Regions from separate parts of the Mus musculus genome. Here region 2 is linked to region 1. A link is a contact called in public HiChIP or PLAC-seq data. All regions are on one chromosome and are shown on one strand. Each heading gives the region's core, a stretch centred on a gene start, on an enhancer-like site or on the middle of the called end of the contact. The rest is flanking DNA. Distances are from core to core; before and after follow the strand shown.

Region 1 (4,700 bases), core at 1,319-3,818:
TACTGATTTTCTCTTTATTATTTTAGAAGTTCTTTGGAAACATAGAACATATATGGATTTGTTAGAGATATGTGGTTTTATATTGAGAATACTTAAAAAGGCAACATTCCAAGAGGATATTGAGAGTTGAGTAATTAGATAATAGTCCAGGCAAAGATTATGTAAGCCATGTTAAGATACTTACAGTTCAGAAATGATGGAGAGAGACTGGTGAAGACATGAGGGCAGGGACGGTCACAGCCTAGGAGAGCCACTGACTAGCGTGTGAGGGGAGGAAGGAGTCTGGAGGCTGAAAGGCAGGTTACTGGGTCATCAGGTACTATGTCAGCTTTGTGTTGTGACAATGGTAACAGCTGTTATGTCATTATTAGTAATAATTGTGGACAATTCTTACTGATGATATACCACATACCAGGTGTTCCTATGTTAATCTCAGTTTGATGGCTGTTATTGCTTTCCAGTAGCCTCTGGGAGCTTGTCAGAAATATGAGTTCATCTCTGGTCGAGAATCTTAAATTCTCAGGGTGAATTTGTTGGTGTGCATTGAAACAAGAAAATTCTGTTGCATGGTAAAAATTTAAGAACTCTTCTTATGTATATTTTTATATACTAGTGAGAAAACCATGTTTATTAGTGCCTTAATAGTGTTACTATTAATTATCTGTTTTTTAAAAATATATTAATAAGTTTAATAAGTTTCTGATCCGCAAACTCCATAACTATTATCTTGTTGTATAGAAGGCAGAGTAATTTGATGGCTGAGAACATAGGCTTTGGAGTTAGACTGTCTGGATTCACTTTACAACTCTGTCCTGTATTTACAGAGTTTGTAAGAACATTACTTAAACTTCTGATCCTTTAATTTTCTTGTGGAATAGAAAATGGAGAAATATTTCCTCCTGGGATTCTGGTGAAAATGAAAGAGATGGTTCTTTTTAGGGTATTTAGTACTTCGCCTTGTAAATCAATGTGCTATATACATATTGTTTAAACATACATAATGAAAAATTAGAAAAAATTAGAAATACCTTAAAGATGGAAATATCCGATCAGTGCTTCTTTGGGCCTTAACCTCATGCTCTCTCTTTCTCTTCCTCTTTTCTGGAATGGTCCCTCCTACCCTTCCGTCTGCCCCACCCTCCTTGTCTTTCTCATGGAACCACCCAGATGCAGGTGCCTATGGCTGCAGCTCCTCTTACTTCTCCTTGAGTAGACTTTGGCTCTTTTTTCCCCACTGCTGTCCTGCAACTGTCCATAGAAGATCTGTTTGCCACCCTTGCCTCTTTTGACTTCTTTGATGTCTCATTTCTTGATTTCCCCCACCCCCATGGCTGTCGATCTTGAGTCCTGTACTCATTTTTAGTTCCTGTCTAGATAATTATTTTCTATATTGTTGAGACACTTAAAATCTAATATTCACACATTTGTTTCAAGCTTTAATTCAGTATCTTCCATTGTTTTTCATACTACCAGTTGCCAAATTCAAGAGTCTGGAAAATAGCTTTTGTCTAATCTTCCAGTTTTATTAGTCAAGTTCTATTGACATTTTCTTCCTGCCCAGTCCCCATAGCTAGAGATAATTCAGACTTCCATTACTCAGTACTTACTAAATGCATTACTCTTCTAGGAGTTCTTTATTCCCATTTTTCGGACTTAGTATTTTTCCCTCTGCATTTCTACATCACTCTAAATAGTAGTCCTCCATTTTGTCTTCTCCAGAGTCAATTTCACAACACTGCTAGATTTATCATCCTAAGTCACACAGATCATCCTGTTCCCTTCAAAACCTCTCCATCAGGAAGCAGTTTTACAAGTGTGAGGCTAGTTAGTAGTCAGATTCTTAAGAGTGTTATAGAAGGCCTTTGGCTCTGAGTATCTTTCTGTTTCCGTGCCTTTCGTTTTAGCCACACTTTATTTGTATGTGCTTCTAGGTATTTATCTTTGCCCCCTTTCTGCTCAGTGTTACGTTGTTACTTACAGTTTCTTCCATCTCTCCTCTAAACAGTCTCCATTGAGAACATCCTGAGCTTTCCCACCACCCAGTAAACCCCAAGCTCAGACATTTCATTATATTTGGGTGACTTTTCTAATTATGAGTTTATTGACACAGATGTACAGCAGCTAGTGCATTTTTTTTTGTAAAGGAAATGCAATGTTTTGTGACATGCAGGTATTAATGAAGTTAACGCTCTTGTATAAAATGGGAGTATTTCGATTTTCTTTGCACATGTAGTAACTCAGAAGGGAGACATGTCTCTGTTCATTGTGGAGTACCACCTTCTGAGCACAGCGGCCAGAGTGTTCATCAGAGCAGCTAGCTGTGACTTCTTATAAGAGACCCCTGAGAGGAGGAGGAGGAGGAAGAGGAAGAAGAGTGGGCCATCAGACTCTCACCTGAGAGTCTGTCTACACTCTTCTGTACCTCCCAGCCACCATATGTCGTACTGCTCCAATTGCATGTGGCCTCATGGTATTGGGAGGTTTACAAGGGCAGGTCTCTGTCTGTCAGATGTGGAGAAGTGGATATACATCATGCAGTGAGTATTTTTCATAGTCAGGCTTCTATGTATAACCCACCCTGACTCATGCCCAATAAACTTATTGGCTTCCCAACTTGGACTTTGGTGCATCCTACTTAAGTTATGGTGGATGACCTATAAGGGACAGGGACTCAATTATTCACATGTCTTCAGGGAAAGAGTTCTTACAATGATGGGGTAAGTCAATGAATGTGGTACTGTACACCTGGAACCCTAGCACCCAGGAGGTAGAGGCAGGAGGACCAGAGTTCAAGGCTATTTTAGATACATAGAAAGTTTGAAGCCTGGGCTACATGAAGCCCTGTTGTGCATGTTCGTGTGTGTAGGTTTCCATAATGGAACTGAAGGGAAGAGGGGCAGTATCAGCTTCATCAGTTTACAGCTGCCATGTGTTCAGCCCTGACTCAGGCCACGCATGAATGAAATCAAAAGAAACGAGAGAAGGGACCAGTGTTGCACTTTTCTTTTTCCCTGACAAAATGTTTCTTTTATTCACTTTATACTCATAATTCATCATATTTTATTTTTAGCCTAGTTTGGTTTTGAGAAATAAAATGGAAATCCTTTAGGTTAGCATCTGAAATGCTAATTTTAAACTTTACTATGGCACTTGTCCAGTAGAATCTGTTAAAAATTTTCCTGTAGGTCAGATCTAAGTTGAAAAGAATGAGGTAACTTTAATATGAACCCAGATTGTAATACAGTCTTTCTCTCCAGTGAGTTGGCAATTCACTATTCCATTTGTATTTTGAATTGGGGAAGCTGAGTTAATATGGATGTTTGCCAATGACAACAAATACTGGCAAGATAGTCCTGTTCTCTGGGCCTAATTATGTGGTTTTATTATAACATTTTTCACATAGTTGTTGGTACTTACTAGTCTTTCAAGGTGGATTGACTTGTTTGTCAATGACTCATATAAATTTTATTCTTTCTGAAGTTAAATCATTTCCTGCCAAGTCTTCTATCTTCCTAAGAAAGCCAGCTAACGTGTGTGTTTATGAATGTATATGTGTATATACATATAATATTCATTTTATTTAGCTATCCAGTTCCATCTCTTTGTAAGATTTTATATATTTTAAGTCCCCCCTGAGAAAGGCTAAGATGTAGGTATAGTGATTTATTCATTATTTATTCATTTGTCTTTTAGTGCTGGGTATCAAACTCAGAGCATTGGGCTTGTGAGGCAAACAGCTTACTACTGCTGAGTTACCCTCCCAGCCCTGTCTCATTTGTAAGTGCTTTTTCCTCACAGTGTTTTAGACATTGAGATATAACAATAAATGAAATGCATCCAGCCTTTTGCAAGGTACTTATATAACAAAAGTATTAAGTTGTATATGCACAAATTTTAAAATGATGATAAGGTTTATAACTGTAAGAGGGACACAGGATGACAAATGTGTTTGTGTTATTACATGTACACAGAGAGGTTGAGAAAGGCTATTTTGATAAGGTGGTTGTTAGGGTTAGTACAGATAAAGGAGGGAAATAAACAAATAAATAAATAAACCATGCAGATCTTTTTTGAAAGAATGTTTCCTTAGGAGAATCTAAATAGAGTATTTGGTATAAGGAACAGTGACGTGGCTTAAATGGCTGAGCCAGGTTAGATACAAGAGACATAGATGTTATACAGGAGTAGCAGAGGACCAGACCACTGTGGCTTCCTTCATAAGCTATGGTTTGATGGTTAGCATTTACTCTGAGATTTGTAGCCATTGAAGATCTTAAACAGAGGAATACTGTGTTCTAGCTGGGTTTAAATGAGCTGTTCTTTTTATGGAGAAGGGTTAGTAGCCACACAAGGGTACGAGCAGGGAAGATAAACAATGAAGATGTTGCTCTTCAGTTGGTCAGGCAGGAGATGGAGGGGCTTGAGCTGTGGTAGTAAAGGTATTATGAAGTTGTTGTCAGACAAGGCATGGATGGATATATTGGTTTTGTGTTCTCATCGTCCAAATGTGAGATGTGATAGAAAGACATACATAAATTTTTGTCAATTTTTAGTTAGGATCCTTGGAAGTATGAAAGTAAAAACTTGTTAAGCTTGATTGTAAAGTGTTTTCTCTGGGTTCATTTCTGAAGACATCTGACCTTAAAGTGTTTTAGCTGCGGATCATCTTCCTCCCCTTCTACTAGGAAATAACAAAGATC
Region 2 (4,700 bases), core at 577-3,076, 640 kb before region 1:
AAAAGAACTCACACAATATGTACTCACTGATAAGTGGATAATAGCCCAGAAACTTAGAATACCCAAGATATAAGATACAATTTGCTAAACGCATGAAACTCAAGAAGAACGAAGACCAAAGTGTGGACACTTTGCCCCTTCCTAGAATAGGAAACAAAACACCCATGGAAGGAGTTACAGAGACAAAGTTTGGAGCTGTGACGAAAGGATGGACCATCTAGAGACTGCCATATCCGGGGATCCATCCCATAATCAGCTTCCAAACGCTGACACCATTGCATACACTAGCAAGATTTTGCTGAAAGGACCCAGATATGGCTGTCTCTTGTGAGGCTATGCCTGGGCCTGGCAAACACAGAAGTGGATGCTCACAGGGCCCCCAATGGAGGAGCTAGAGAAAGTACCCAAGGAGCTGAAGGGATCTGCAACCCTATAGGTGGAACAACAATATGAACTAACCAATACCCCCTAGAGCTCGTGTCTCTAGCTGAAAATATGAATCAGAAGATGGCCTAGTCAGACATCAGTGGAAAGAGAAGCCCATTGGTCATGCAAACTTTATATGCCCCAGTACAGGGGAATGCCTGGGCCAAGAAGTGGGAGTGGGTGGGTGGCGGAGGGTGTGGGGAACTTTTGGGATAGCATTGGAAATGTAAATGAAATAAATACCCAATAGAAAGAAAGAAATTTAAAAGACATTTCTACAATAGTTACTTCTTAGTCAAAAATTTAATAAAGGAACAATTCCAATCTTATGCACTACAGGCACTATATAGAGTGATAGAGTGGAGATGGCACTTCAGGAAAGCATACTGTTTAACTTACTAGTGTTTGGGAGGAAGCCATGGCCAGAAACCAAGACTGCAGATAATAAAGCAGGAAAAGCTCTGGAGAGTAGGGCACAAGAGCAGGAATGAGCAAAATGATAGGAGATGACCAACAAGGCCAAACAACAGATGAACGTCTAGCAAAAGGGGAAAAAAAGGATAAAAAAAGTAAGATATTTGCCATAAAAAGGGCAACATAACTATGATGCTGAGCAGAGTAACAGACAGCCATGCAAGCTAAGCCAGTTTGCAGAGTCAGGAGCCTCCAACTTCTGTACCAAAACAAAACAAAACAAAACAAAACTCTATCCTGGCTATTTCACTCCTGAGAAAGTCTCTTTCTTTCTTCCTTTCTTCCTTTCTTTCTTTCTTTCTTTCTTTCTTTCTTTCTTTCTTTCTTTCTCTCTCTCTCTCTCTCTCTCTCTTTCTTTCTTTCTTTCTTTCTTTCTTAAATTCAACAGGCAATTTTTATTAAAAATTGTTCATAAAACACTAAGGCTGAGCAAAATATGTATTCAAGAGTAGAGATGATTCAATATCTTTTTTTCAATTTTTATTAGATATTTTCTTCATTTACATTTCAAATGCTATCCCAAAAGCCCCCTATTGCCCCGCCCCCCGCCCTGCTCCCCTACCCACCCAGTCCTGCTTCTTGGCCGTGGCTGCACATGTAGGAGAAAGTATTTCTTATTTTGTTCAGCATAGCTTTAGATAAAGGATATCCTCTCATCTCCTCCCTAAACATAACATTAATTTTCCTCATATGAGTTCTAATCTGTTCTAAAACTATAATGTAAATATGTTACAGTAAAAAGCCTTATAGTATTGCTTCCTTTCCCTACACGTTTGCTATCGAGAAAGAAATCAAATCTTCCTGTCTCAACTTCATATGCTTCGAAAATGACCTATGAACTTTGCTCCATCCCTATTGCTGCCTTTGAAACCAAGCAATCGAAGCAGGAAAGACGAAGAAGCACAGTTCTCATAACTTCCTTATTCTTCACACAAAAAGCTGCTTTATCAACTACCACGTAGGAGTTATATAATTGTAATGGCTTTGGCCTTCCAAACTCTCCTCCCACACCATTTAAACTACTCAGCAGGTGGTGTGGGAGGATAAACTCAAGTTTGCAATAGTTGGTCAATAATGTAATCATAAGGAACCAAAGATGACTTTAAGTGTATAACAGGAAACATGGCTTTAATGTTTTCCTTTTTAAATTGATTTAGTCTGGGACGGGCCTTTTGTATGTTTACACAAGGAGCAGCTCATGTTGAACCATTTAGTGTTCACTGCTGAATAGGCAATCGTGGGAATTCAATGTAAAGTAGCAAAATTTATTCACTTATAGCTCAACTGAGAGCTATAAAGTGCTAAACAATCCAGAAAATAGGAACGTAAAACCAAGTATAACTTTCATATCTTGAATAAATTAAATGTCTACACATTTATCACAAAGTCTCTACGAAAGAAAGACAGTAATTTGGAAAGTAAATATGGCAGGAGATAAAATGGCTGACTGTCAGACTGGGTACTTGGATGAGTCCTTCAGAGCAAGATTGTCTTCAGCTGCAGGAAAACAGCTGAGACGACTGGAGAAAATATTAGACTCCCAAGTGGACAGAGTCTGATCCAGGAGGACTCAGCTAGGTATCAGCAACATCACTCCCCCTTCCCTTTCTCTGATGTAAGCGTTTAAGATTATGACAGAGTCTGTAAATATGGAGTCTTGAAAATAATTTATTGTTGCAAGTTAACTGGCTAACTAGATTCTATATTGAGAAAAAAAAATATAGTGGAGGCATTTGTAAACACAAATTACAACCTAATTAACTGGACTGAAAGTATTCTAGGCAGTCCAAATTGCAATACATTTTAATAAAGACAATTCCTTTCCTATCTTTTTTTAAAAATTGGATATTTTCCTTATTTACATTTCAAATGTTATCTCCTTTCCGGGTTTCCCTCCTTCCTGGAAATATCCTATCACATCATCCCTCCCCGCCCTCGATTCCCCTACACTGGGGATTCTATCAAGTCTGCAGAGTTCCAAGGACCTCTCCTCCCATTAGTGCATGACAAGGCCATTCTCTGCTATATATGCAGCAAGAGCCATGTGTACTCCTTTGTTGATTTAGAACAGTTATAAATTAACAGTATCACTTTTAAAGCTCTCAGGCCATTTTCCATTCACACAGACTTGTTAGAAGATAAGAGTACAATACATACACAATTAAGACCCTATTATTGAATAACTAAACACCTACGTCACATTTTATGTTAATAAGTGGGATACACATCATCTTTAATGTTGGCTGCAGAGAATCTACCCACATGAATATTACAACATTAAGTCCGTAGCTACAATTAAATATTAATAGTGTTTCAGTCAGTGAAACTATATATAATTTATGATCTTTCTTATTCATGCCCCCAAATAAGCCACCCTAAATCCAAGGCAGTTTATCACTTCATGTTCTTTAATGTGGTATCTCAAAATAAATGAGTATATAATTATCACAATGTTTTATCAAAGGCACGGATACAGTGTGGATAAGCTTGACTTGCCAGTGGTGGTATAGTTTTGAGAGGCTGTAGAACTTTAGGGTGGTGTGGTCTAGCTGGAGGAAGTGGGTCACTGGTGTGGGTTTATAGCTGGGTTCTATTTCCTGCTCTTTGATGTCAGGTTTGCAGAGGTGTGAACTAATAGCCAAAGACTCCTGCCACCACACCAGGAGCTCTTCCTAACACCCATGCTTTGCTTCCTGGCCTGCCAAGATTTGGGCATGCAGTTTCATGATTCCTCCATTAGAGCTTTGAGCTGCTCCTACTGCTAAGGCTTATCAGCAACGATGGGCTTACACAGCCTCAAATCATAAGCCCAAACACTGTTTCTTGCCCTAACCTGCCTCTTCTCAGGTATTTTCTAATAATAATAAAAGCAGCAATTAATATAGACTGTGAAGCAATATTCCATTTTGAACTTTATATACACTCATAAAAGACTCATGGAAAAATGTCCATTTAAATAACAGGTTTAGAAGGTAAACCAAGGAGGCCTGAAAAGCATGTGAGAGTCTCTAGTAGAGTACGAACTGGCAGTCTAAGCACAGAATCATCTCTTTTAGCCACTAAGATCACAGTCACTAAGAAAATTACTCAATTATAAAACATAAATATTTTAATGAAGATGAGTGTTGGGTAAGTAACATAAATCAATCCTTAATTACAACAATGCGGCTAGGCTAGATATGTAATGAACCTATACATTAAAGATGTCTGAACTTTAATAACCTGGACCACACCAGGGTCACAATTGGTAGCAGAACACTGATCATCATATAAAAGCCAGCAAACACATGAAAAGAATTACAGTACATCACACATCAAACACTATGGCCTGGTGCTTCCTTCCTCTAATCCTACTGGCAGGAAATGGTCTACACAGCTTTTGAGGTGACTAGACATATTTAAAAGAAGTCCCTTGTTCAGAAAAGCTCCTGGATGCTGCAGTTCTTAGCAGGATGGAGAGCACCTTCTGCTCTGCCGAGGACCACTGTACTACGCCTCCCGTGTCCACACAGCCCTGCAGCCACACTGAGAAGGTACTGGAATTGTATGATGCCATTTACTCTGCAAAGACTTAAAAAAAAAAAAAAATAGAAGGAATCGCCAAAGTTGTGTTTCCATATTGTATATAGCAGGTAAATTCATCCAAAATTGAAAAGATTTAACAATGTTACTTTGGATTAATAGAATCAGCTTTTGACCTGAGCCTGAATTATATACTTTTAGTGCAAGAATAAATTTCAGAAAATATCTTTCTCACATGACAATTCTTGAACCTGGACAGTATACAAATGATTCTGGTG

The links. HiChIP or PLAC-seq counts read pairs in DNA pulled down with a chosen protein or histone mark.
Region 2: a FOXA1 HiChIP or PLAC-seq map of pancreatic cancer cells shows a contact between it and region 1. The contact joins two enhancer-like sites. A contact is called at or near these places in 1 of 39 promoter capture datasets (cranial neural crest) and 1 of 115 datasets of contacts at active chromatin or transcription factors (pancreatic cancer cells).

Annotation. Positions count from the first base shown.
Region 1 is chr15:35,019,624-35,024,323 of GRCm38.p6, reverse strand. The region is part of intron 6 of Stk3 (serine/threonine kinase 3); the gene reads left to right. Among named protein-coding and RNA genes, the nearest start is that of Gm52204, 110 kb to the right of the region's middle. Within about 2 kb of position 2,568, at least 37 of the 459 cell types and tissues checked have an H3K27ac peak or open chromatin away from gene starts, as enhancers often do. A contact at or near this core is called in pancreatic cancer cells, where this site is marked.
Region 2 is chr15:35,661,402-35,666,101 of GRCm38.p6, reverse strand. All of the region lies in intron 30 of Vps13b (vacuolar protein sorting 13B), which reads right to left. Among named protein-coding and RNA genes, the nearest start is that of Mir875, 2.7 kb to the right of the region's middle. Within about 2 kb of position 1,826, at least 13 of the 459 cell types and tissues checked have an H3K27ac peak or open chromatin away from gene starts, as enhancers often do. A contact at or near this core is called in pancreatic cancer cells, where this site is marked.